Linked DNA regions of Mus musculus: region 1 is linked to region 2. The links are chromatin contacts, called in public promoter capture Hi-C maps. All regions are on one chromosome and are shown on one strand. The core of a region is the stretch at or near the end of the contact, and the rest is flanking DNA. Distances in the headings are between cores, read along the strand shown. Region 1 holds the start of Usp42 (ubiquitin specific peptidase 42). Region 2 holds the start of Daglb (diacylglycerol lipase, beta).

Evidence for each region. Capture Hi-C pulls out chosen DNA fragments and counts their contacts.
Region 1: a promoter capture Hi-C map of liver shows a contact between it and region 2. The contact joins the promoter of Usp42 here to the promoter of Daglb in region 2. A contact is called at or near these places in 4 of 39 promoter capture datasets (the C10 cell line, the HPC-7 cell line, cranial neural crest and 1 more), 3 of 484 Hi-C or Micro-C datasets (all in embryonic stem cells), 5 of 115 datasets of contacts at active chromatin or transcription factors (the 230-238 cell line, effector CD8 T cells, large pre-B cells and 2 more) and 4 of 9 other capture datasets (adipose tissue, embryonic stem cells, liver and 1 more).

The regions. Positions count from the first base shown.
Region 1 is chr5:143,729,536-143,735,212 of GRCm38.p6, forward strand. It overlaps Usp42 (ubiquitin specific peptidase 42), which reads right to left and starts at 2,745. Exons shown (of 18, transcript NM_029749.2): 1 at 2,628-2,745. It overlaps Gm38737 (a long non-coding RNA gene), which reads left to right and starts at 2,920. Exons shown (of 3, transcript XR_868672.3): 1 at 2,920-4,317; 2 at 5,019-5,172; 3 at 5,523-5,677.
Region 2 is chr5:143,462,988-143,468,156 of GRCm38.p6, forward strand. It overlaps Daglb (diacylglycerol lipase, beta), which reads left to right and starts at 1,506. Exons shown (of 15, transcript NM_144915.3): 1 at 1,506-1,789; 2 at 3,966-4,117. The coding sequence starts at 1,695.

The DNA of each region.
Region 1 (5,677 bases), core at 1,495-3,994, 270 kb after region 2:
AAACTTAACTCCACCCTACCTGGTATGGGGGAAGCTTTCCAAACATGTGTTCAACAAATGAATGAAATCGTGCAAACAGGAAGTTACTAGTGTTTGCTTGTAGCACCAGCTTGTGCTTAGGGATTTATATATGGCATCTCATTTAATTCTTTAAAACCTCTGAATTAAAGGGAGTACCTCTAAAACTTGGCCTTTAAAAAGTTCACCCCTTTTAAAGTACAAAGGGTAATAAAATCCTTGTGTACTTCAGTGAACAGATGTCCCCATGTTGGTGCTTACAGTCAAGTTGTTCCTTAAAAGTTTCAACCTTCTTGTTTACAATTTTTAATTCAAGTGAAGTTACAACCTTAACAATGTAGGGGCAGTTACATAAAATCAGAAAGTCAATAACTTGAATACTTAATCAAATGAAGATAAATCACCTTCAGTCACAAGAAAATTTGGGCCTACTAGCCAAATAAAGTTTATATATTTCTCATGCTACAGGCAAAAGAAATTCTATATACACATACAGACACACACACGTGCACACACACACAGTGTATTGATGGAAAAAAAGGAACAGGAGGGAGAGTTAGGGGAAGGAGACAAAACTCCGTAATAAGGAAAGGCTAGTCTATCCTTACTTAAAATAACATTTATAGTAAAACCCCTTGATTTTCCTGGGACAAGCAACCTTTCCATACAATGATTAACAACCAACCAAACAAAACACCGTACTCATTCTAGCAAAGATGCTGTGATAGGCTTAGGAGATAAATATTAAGGAAAACACAACTCAAGTCATCAGAAATATGTCATTGTTTTGATTCTGGCAAGAATAACAGAACCCATCTATCTTCTTCACTTGGATATTCAGCCAATGAATATCACCTTAAAGTCACCAGGGATCAAACTAAACTCCACCTATAAGAGCCAACCTTTCTTAAAACCCAGCTATATTGTGTAAGACAGGTTCATATGGCTCCTGTTTTTAGTCTAAGTGAAGCGTCTGACAGTTAGTGTTCAAAACGGCCTGTGAATGGTAACTACTTACTCAAAGCCCAGCCAGTCCCAACACCTTTTCATGATATACAAAGTTACAACAGTCCATTTTGAAACCTGACCAGGGACCAAAGCTGAATAAATGTGCAAGACTAATTACTTGCTTAGGTCTCTTTTACGATAAGTAAATGCCAGGCTACATTTATCTTTCTCATTTTAAGAAAGAATATCACTATGTACACATTGTGTCCCCCCACATACACTGAAGAAATAAGGTCAACGCATTAAAAAAAACCTGTTATGCGAACTCTTCATAAACAGTATTATACAAGTTCTGGTAACATTTCAGTTTTAAGAAACTTTAAAAAAAGACACCACTTGGTTTTTAATTGTATTTTGGTAAACAGAATGATTAGCCGTAAAACTCTGCAAACCAAGTACTTACTGTAGTCTTGAATCAATGATTACAGAAAAGAAAGTGAAACTGTCCCTGAGTAAAAACAAATAAGTGTAACTCATTATTCACAGACCTAAGCATCTGAATGAGTGACATGGTAAAAGCAGAACGTTTAAAATGCATGCTTTGAAGAAAAGTTCTCCTCCATAAACAGCTGTGCGAACCTGGATCCGGTTGTTACTTTGTAAAAGGGGCGTTAACTAGTTTCCCCGACACTTTTTGTTACTTGAGTGTATTTACTTGAAAGAACCACAAACAAGCAAGTCCTAAGGCCTTCAGATATAAAAGAGCTATTCAACAAAAGTAATCTCAACTGTATTCTAGGGAGGTTAAAGTCCTAGATTGTAAAACTTTGGTCCCGTCAAATTTTCATTTCAAACATCTGAATCTGATCCCTCCCACCCGCCCTTTCCTCCAGGTAAGTTGGTTCTCTGTGCCCCAAAAGATAAAGAGCCTGGGGGAGGAAGGCACACTCGCTTTTTCGGAGGGGAAAGAGCTACGGGGCTCCTCCCCCCCACCCCAACACCCCCGGCTGTCCGCCTCTCTTGCGGGTGTCCGCTCCGCTACGGCGTGGGCAACTCGGGTGTTCTGCTGAGGAGCCTAGTGGACTGCGCCCGGGTGGGAAAGTTTGTCGGGGTGGGGTGGGGGCGGGGAGGCCAGCCCGGAGCTCCGAGGGGCGCCCTGGAGCCGGAGGTGGCAGCCACGCGGGGGGGCGGCGGGCGGGCCCCGGACGCCGGCTACGCCGGCTACACTGTCCCGGCGTGCACACGCCCACCCCGGCAGCTCCAAACGCGCCGGGCGGCCCGGTAGCTGCCGGCCGCCCGAGCAGCGGACCGAGGGGGCGGGCTGGGGCCGGTGGGGGTGGGAGCGCTGTGGCCATGGCAACCAGGGGGGTCCGGCCCTTCCGTGCAACCCCGGCGCTGCCTTCGCTGCGAGCCCGCCCGCCGTGGCCACCGCCTCCTGCTCTGCGGGCCTGGCCCGGCCGGGCGGCGGCAGCGCCAGTCCCGCAGCCGTGGGGTCCCCGGGCCGCCCGGCGGCTGTAGAGGGGGCGGCGGGCGAGGGGCCGCGCTAGTCCCGGCGGGCCGCGGCCGGCTGAAGGCGGCGGGGCGGCTGAGGCCGCGAACCAGGGACACGCGGCCCGGCCCCACGCCGGCCTGCAGCGGGCGGGAAGGAGGCGGGAGCTTACCTGACCCGGCTCGGCACTCGCTCCATCCCCCTCGGCCGCCGCCGCCGCCGCCGCCGCACACAGCCCAGCCGCCCGGCGGGGGACAATGACGTGCCTCCATCCGGGCACCGCCGCCGCCGCCTCCGGGTCAGCGCCGCACCCGCAGCTTGCCGGCCGGGCCGCCAGGGGGCGCACCAGGGCCGCGCCCGCACGCGCCGCCGCCACGGCCTCCGCCGCCCAGGGGCCGTCGCGCAAGAGGCGCGGCGCGCAGCTAACGGGCCGGGCAAACGCGGGAGGGGCCGTCGCCCAAGGGCGGCGGGGCGCGGGCTGGCCTCACGCGTCAGCTAAGCGCCGGGCTCCGCCGGAGAAAGCACACTGATTGGTCCGACGCCCTGATTGGCGGGATGCACTGATTGGCTGGGTGTCCGGCAGCAGGGCGGGGAGGGGCCGCTTCCGTTCAGAGTTCCCGGAGTGGCCCGGGTTGGGGCCCTAAAGCCAGTACACCTGAGCTCCCATCCCGGGAGACTCATGCCTCTCCTACGCGTGGCCCTGCGGACTACGGTGGCGAGGCCACTGGGCTCTGCGATCCACGGGCCCTCACCGCGATGGGGCCTCCGCTGTCTCTACCTTACGTAGCCCTGCCAGGCTAAAGAGCAGACCATGCACCCCCCTCAACGTCTCACTTCAAGTCTTAGCTCTCCAGATTGAGGCAACTGCGCCCCAGTCCTACAGTCATGCTTCTTGTTACTTCCTGGATCCTGAGGCTGGACAAAGTAGTTCATCCTTGTATTCTCTCCCCTCCAGCGCCTGCCTGTGGTACCCATTTAGTACACACCCCTGAAGAGCATTCACTGCTGATCAAAACCTTTCACCCCCTAGACCACCAGTTCACTACACCCTACTGACCTAAAGAGCTGTGGTCCTGCCCACCACCCACTTGCCTTCTCTCTCACTAAGCCTAGTCTAACTGACTCCTCCAGCACTCCACTCTGGTTTCACTATACTCTTGTGGACACAGTTTTTTGTTTTATTTTAAAACACAGATCAGAAGAAGAAGCTAAGCTCTTTAGCTTGGGCATTAAAAGTCCCATTTTAATGATTCCCAGTACAGGTGAGTCTGAGACAGGAGAATCACAAGTTTGAAGACACCCTGTGCTACAGAAGGACTCCCAGTCTCAAAACAAAACACCCAACTCCATATTTCCTTTTTCCTTTCATTTATTCCAGCCACAGCATGCTATGTTAAGCTTTTAACATTATAAAGAGGTCAGGAGCCTATACCTACTCATGCTACCAACTTCATTACAGTCCCTATAGGTTGGCTATAAAATGTCTATTGAGTATTTGGAGCAAAAAACTCAAGTACTTTGAGGAATTAAAAAGGAGAAAGAGAATCCTAGTTGCTCACATTTCAGCATCTCCTGTCAAAATTAACACCACAACTTTTTTCTTTACAAAAAATGGTTATGGAATTTCACCACTGTAGACCATTATTAAGAGATTTGCAAAAGGTAAAATAACCCATGTCTGTGATCCTAGAATTCAGCAGCTTAGGCAGAAGGATTGCCATGAGTTCAAGCCAGCCTGGACTACAGAGTAAAATCCTGTCTGTAATCCAGGTCAGCCAAGACTATAGACTGAGACCCCATCTCAAGGAAAATGACCAATTTGTGCGACTAGAACTACCTGCTCAGTACTTTGCCTTTTCCAGGTAATTAAATTCAAATGCTGAGGAACTGAGGGACTAGTTATCTAGCTAAACGTTATGGTATTTCAGAACACTTCCCTTTGAGGTCCCAGAAGTTTACCCCGCCCCTGTTGGGATTTATTAAGAATGGGGTTTGGTGTTTGTTTTTAGAGGCAGGGTCTTATTCTGTATAATGGCTTTAAACTCTACAACCTCTGCCTCAATCTGCAAGTGCTGGGCTTACAGATTTAAATGAGGGAAGAAAGAGAATTTGGCCCCAGTGGACAAAACATTCTCAAATGGCCCTCACTTCTGCTTTGATTTTACACAAAGTTTGATGTTCTTTAATTCAGGTCACCTTAACAATTTGACTATAAAAGCATTTTGTGTGTGTGTGTGCGTGTGTGTGATATGTCTGAGTGTGTGTATGTCAAAAACAGGTCAACATCAAGTGGTTTTTTTTTTCAACTGCTACCATATTTGTGTAGTATGTGTATGGACACACTTGCAGGTGTGCATGCTCATTAGGAAGTCAACTGTTAATAGCTCTCATATTTCCTCTGTGTGTGTGTGTGTGTGTGTGTGTGTATGTGTGTGTGTAGAACAGAGGTTAACATTTGGCATCTTCGTGTGTCACACTGAACTGAGAGCTTGGTTAGATGGCATCCATCAAACCCCTGAGATCCACATGTCCTGTGCTATGTCCCCTCTCTACTCCCTGGAAGTGGAAGGGCAAGACAGCATCTACAGAAGACCACTGCAACTATGCCTGAAACACTGTTCCCGCCGAGAGCACTTCAGGTCGTCTGCTGTGGCCTTGGAAAGTAGCTCTCCCAAAGCACAGAGTGCATTCTAGAAGATCGTGCAGACATCTCAGAGGTAAGAGAATTGCCCCCTTGCAATTCTTACCATAGCCACCACTCTAAGCAATAGAGGTATGCCATGGCCGGATCATTCCTTCTCTGACAGCAGGCTTTTTTGAGAAAGGGTATCATATAGTCCTGGCTGGCCTAAAACTAGCTGTGTACCTGACTTTGAACCACAGATCCTCCTGCACCAGTCTCAGGAGAACTGAGATAACTGGGGTGTACAAACATGTACACCATCTGTAGGGTGTGTGTGTGTGTGTGTGTGTGTGTGTGTGTGTATGCATGCCAGAGGAGAACTTCAGGCATCACTAGATCCTGTTTTGTTTTGTTTTGTATTGTGTTGTTTTGTTTTTGAGACAGTGACTTTCACTGGCCTGGAACATGCCAAGAAGGCTAGACTCATTGGCGATAAAGGCTTTACCACCTCAGACCTAGGCAAGCAAGTCCATGTCACCACAGCTGCATATGAGTTATGGCCATCTATCTCAGTTCTTACTGCTTGGCAGAACTTTACT
Region 2 (5,169 bases), core at 256-2,755:
TACCTTCCCAGCAGTGTACCCCAGATTCTTGCTGTTTCTTCTGACTGTGTGCTCATGGCTCCTCTCTCCTCTTTGCAGCTTCTTCCCCTCACTTCCCCCTCCCTTTCCTGTTCTTCCTCTTCCTCCCTCCCCCAAAACCAGGTCACTCCAAACCTAGGTTACCTCTAATTCCTCCAGCAATTGACTGTAGCCAATTTTATTTAATCAGTAGTTTTAAATCAAGGAACAAGGTTTGCACAACAAAAATTTGTAAGTAGAAGACCTAGACCTGTGGGTGTAGAATTTAGCATGACAACACCAAATCTCAACAACCCTCAATTTCTAACCCTTTTGTCTCCACCTCCCAACACCTGTCCCACCACTTCTGGTTTACACAGTAGCTAGGATTGGAAACCAAGGCTTTGTGCATGCCAGGCACAGTACTCTGCCAACTTAGTTACATCCCCATCCTCAGGATGGACATTTTCACAAATCCCGCATCTTCTCAGCTAATTATAAGTCCAGATCTTAAAACTAAACCCCTTGCCTGACACCATCTCTGTTGATCAGCTTGTCTGGCAGCAGGCAGACTTGGGCCAGGGAGTGATTAAGCACCATAAAGAAACCAGAGTTAGGAAAAGGGCTAAGGAGACGGCTCAGGAGTTAAAGCACTTGCTATACTAGTGTGAGGACTAAAGTTCAGATTCCCAGAAACTCAGGAAAGTGCAGGATGGGTGTGGTAGCACACCTGTTATTACAGCCTGGTACGGGGGAAATCAGAAGATCTCCGCAGCAAGCTGGCTCGCAGGACCAGCCGGCTCACCGAGCTTTGTGTTTGATTGAGAGAACCTGCCTCAGCAAGGTGGAAGAGCTGGGTACAGTTCTTGATAACATCCTCAGACCCCCACATGCATGAGCACATGTATACAGGCACCTACATACGTGCGCCCCACCACACATGCAAAAACACGCGCACACACACATGCACACCACCGACACTAAAAATCTGGGGAGCTAAAATGTGTGTGGGAGTACAGCAGGTAGATGATGAGGGAACACAGACACTAATTAGAGGCTTTTGATGTAAGACTCCGCTAGAAAAGTCTCTGGAAAGGATTAACATGCACTTTACGCCGAAGCACAGACTTGCAAGTCTTAGACATAATTTAGACCAGGTCTGATGGTTCTCCTCGGTCACCAGGGGGACCGTGGGGAAGAATGGGAACTAGCATTAGTGAGACCAGGCAGGGGAAGGGATGAAGATGGATAAAGCACGGTGTGTGTGGAGAGAGAGAGAAGAGGAATGGAGGTGCTAAAAGGCGTACAGTAAAGTCATCCCAAGCTAGAAAGATTCAGAGACCCAGACCTACGTCCTAGCTTCACTATTCATAGGCGCGGCTCTCTAGGGAGAGCATTCTCTCCAGATCTTTTTAAATCCTCAGTCTATTAAACAGAAATGACCACACCGGAATGGACTTCATACGCCACCGACCGGCACTTAACAGCCAGCAGCTGACTTCCGGGTCAGGGGACCTGGGAAGGAGGCAAAGACAGCAAAGTGCGCGTCTCTTGTGGGCGCGCTCCGGACTCGGGCCGGAGGCGCATGCGCGGGTCTTTACGTAGGCTTGCGCCTTGGCGCTGCTGGGGACCCCCTCCAGACACGCGCGGAGTCAGAAGGGTGCGCGCGGCTTAGGCGGCGCGGTGGGAGGTGCGCCATGCCGGGGATGGTGCTGTTCGGCCGGCGCTGGTCTCTAGCCAGCGACGACTTGGTGTTCCCCGGGTCTTTTGAGCTGTTCCTGCGTGTGCTGTGGTAAGTGAGGCCGCCGTGAGGGTGGGAGGCGCGCTGGTTAAGGCGACAAAAGTCGTGCCTTCTTGGTGCTTAAGGGGCAACCGCGCCCCCGGAGCACAATCTGTCTGCACCTAGGATATAGAGGCAGTCGCTCTGTGTATTTGACAGGGTCCGGGACCTTCAGCTCTGCAGGGTAGGAGCCGAGCCCTAGGGTGCAGCGCCGAGCCCTAGCCTCGAGAGCGTGAGGGAAATGTGAGCATCTAAAAACCATAGCCCCCAGGTCTCTCCTTCCTGAAGCCCGCGGCTCCGGAACTTTGGATCACACCTGTCCTTTTTCTTGCTGGGAGGGTATCAAAGTCCCTGTCAATGCAAAACAATAATCTGGGAAATAGCAATTTCGGAGCAATTCATAGAAACCAGGATAATAGGCCGGTTTTGCAAAATGCAGCTAGGCTCAGTGGGAAACGGCACCGGTGGGTGAAGTCAGCCCCTGGCACGCCTGCCGACGAGGAATAACGTTCTTAGAAAAAAAGCATTCTCAAGAGGTAAAGGAATAGGAGCAGCAAAGCCCTTTCTAGACAGGCCGGGTTTTTCTCAGATCGTTTTTAGTCTGAAACTCCTGACACGGAGCTCTGGTGTTTGGACAGAAAAAGTTATCTAGGGGCTGAAGGTGTAACAGTTCCTTTTGGTAGAGTACTCACCTAACATGAAGGAGGCCCTTGTGTGCACGGGATCCCCAGCACCACACAGAACTGATAGTGGCGGCTCTCACCTGTAAATCCCAGGACTAGGGGGTGGTGTAAGAGCATCTGCGGAGAGCATCTGCGGTTCACAGTCATCCTTGGATATACAGTGAGTCATAGGGGAGTTGCACAAGACCCTCCCTCAAAAAAAAAAAAAAAAAAGAGGTGCGGGGGGAGGGGTGGTACGGGGACAGAAAAGTTATCTAGACCAATCTTACCTTTATTTTTTCCCCTCTAGTGCTTGAGCCCGGGCTTCACGTATGCTAGGCTTTGAGTTAAATCCTCCCCACCTCAGATGACACCTCTTAGGGCTTTGGAATGTCAATCTTTAATTGGACCATCTTGGGCAGCAGGGGAGCTCAGATGGGTAAAGGTGCTTGCCGCCAAGCCTGATGACCTAAATTGTTATCTCCGGGACCCACATGGTAGGAGGAGAACTGGCTCCTTTAAGTTGCTCTCTGACCTCCCTCCGAAGGTGTGGGATGGCATAGTCTTCCTCAAATAAATAGATATAGTTTTTTAAAAAGGTGGACGTTCTTGCTAAGCGGGTCTGTTTGCTGCTGAAGTCCCTCCAGGGGGATTCAGTGGCTCCATTCCCTCTGGAGATTCATGCTATCGTTGTTCACCGCCGAGTTACAAAATACAGTCAAGAGGCCATAGGACTTCTCCTTTTGTGTTTATTTGTATCTACCCTGATACGTTATTTTCATAATTTGCTTCCTGCTTGCTTGGTTTTGAATTACAGTTGGCTACAATGTGTGTTTACTGAACGTTAAAGTACACACACATACATACAAATCCTGATATTAATTCAGCAAGTGTAAGTTCGTTTAGCAACCACGTGATTCTAAGTCACGGTGGGTGTTTTCCTGGGGAACCCTAGCTTGTCTAGGTTTCGATTTTTGACAGGGTCTCCTACATCTCTTGCTTGCCTTAAAGCCCATTATGAGGTGTGGGACGATCTCGAAGTTCTCATCCTCCTGTCTCCACTTCCCCTGTCCTGGGATTACAGGACTTAGTTTATGTAGCACTCTTAACACTTAATGTAGCACTTAACATTTAATGTAGCATTCATTGAACCTAAGGGCTCCTGCATGCCTGGTAAACACTACCCACTGAGCAGTAGCTCCAGCTTGTTTGCATTTGAAGTGGGGGCTCCTTGTGCAGCTTAGGGTGGCCTGGAACTCATCTATAGCCCAGGTTCGTGTAGCCTCTAATTTATGATCCTCCTGCCCTCTGCCTCTGCCTCTCTGGTGCCATGCCCAGTACATGGCTCACAGAAAATACAGATTAAGAACAGAAAGCCACATGTGTGTTAACAGTCTGCCTCTGGATAGACTTTTTATTGATGCAGATTACATCTTCTTTTGAACCTTAACCCTGATTGGAGAGTATTAACTCCCTGTATTTCCTCCTAGCGTGTTTTATGAACCCACGTTCTTCTCTGCGCACAGGTGGATTGTCAGTCTGACGTTGTATCTCACGCACAGAAGGAGGCTGGACTGTCCCGGTGGAGTCTTGCTCAGCACGTACCTGATAGTCCTCCTTGTTCTCCTGGCAGTTATTATATGCACCGTGTTGGCCATCGTGTGTGTCAGCATGAGAGGTAAAGAGACACACTTTCTGTGTGAAACCCGCTCTGTATCTTAACAGCCATACTGCGCTACCATTTGTGTACGGTACAGTAGTCTTGTTTTGGCTTCTGAAATGTGTGCGTGCGCACACGAATATGTGCATCCGAGTGCCTACTGTGGTCAGGAGAGAGCTCTGGATTGGGATCGCCTGGACCTAGATTACAGGTGGTAGTGAACCACACCACACAGGTGCTGAGAGCCTAACTTGAGTCCTCCTGGAAAGTGGCAGGTGCGCCTCCCCACTGAGCCGCCTTCCCACTGAGCCGCCTCCCCAGCCCCACACAGCTTCTCACTGTTTCCATAGTTGAAAGCCTATCACTACAGTGGACGTGGGAACGTTTTTCTTATCTCTCTGTGTGTGTGTGTGTGTGTGTGTGTGTGTGTGTGTAAGCCAGAGGGTGATGTCATTGGCTGCCTTCCTGGATCACTCTCCTCCTTATTTGAGGTAGGGTGTTGTCAGAATTCCTTTCCTAGGGCAATGTTAATCCCTCCTCCTAAGTTCCCAACAACAAACCGAGGCATATTTTGTGTTTTCTTCTGGGTGGGGCTGTCTCCACTCATGGCCAGGATGAGCAGGCACACAGGTGCTCCTGGAGAAGCTGATGTCTTCCTACCCCTGCTAATCCAGTGTTAGCCGGTATACAGGTCCTTCCAGTCCATCCAGCTTGAACTGGGTTTTCTGTTACTTAGGACTTGAGCCGTTCTCACTGGAACCCAAAGCAGTATCTTAAGAAACCGTATTAAACGGAGCGTGACAGTGCAGGCCTAGTTATCACAGCTTCTCAGGGGACAAAGATGGGAGGACCTCAGGTTCAAAGCTTACCTGAGTCTTTAGACCACGGAGCCTGTCTGAAAAACAGCATTGTGGGCCGTTAAACGGCTCCGCAGATGAAGGCACTTGCTACCAAGCCTGATGACCAGAGTTCTGTCTCTAGGTTCCATCTCTGGGTTCCACATCGTAGGAGATAAGAACTGACTCCCAATGGTTGTCTTCTGACCTCCATGTGTGTGTTATGACACGTGC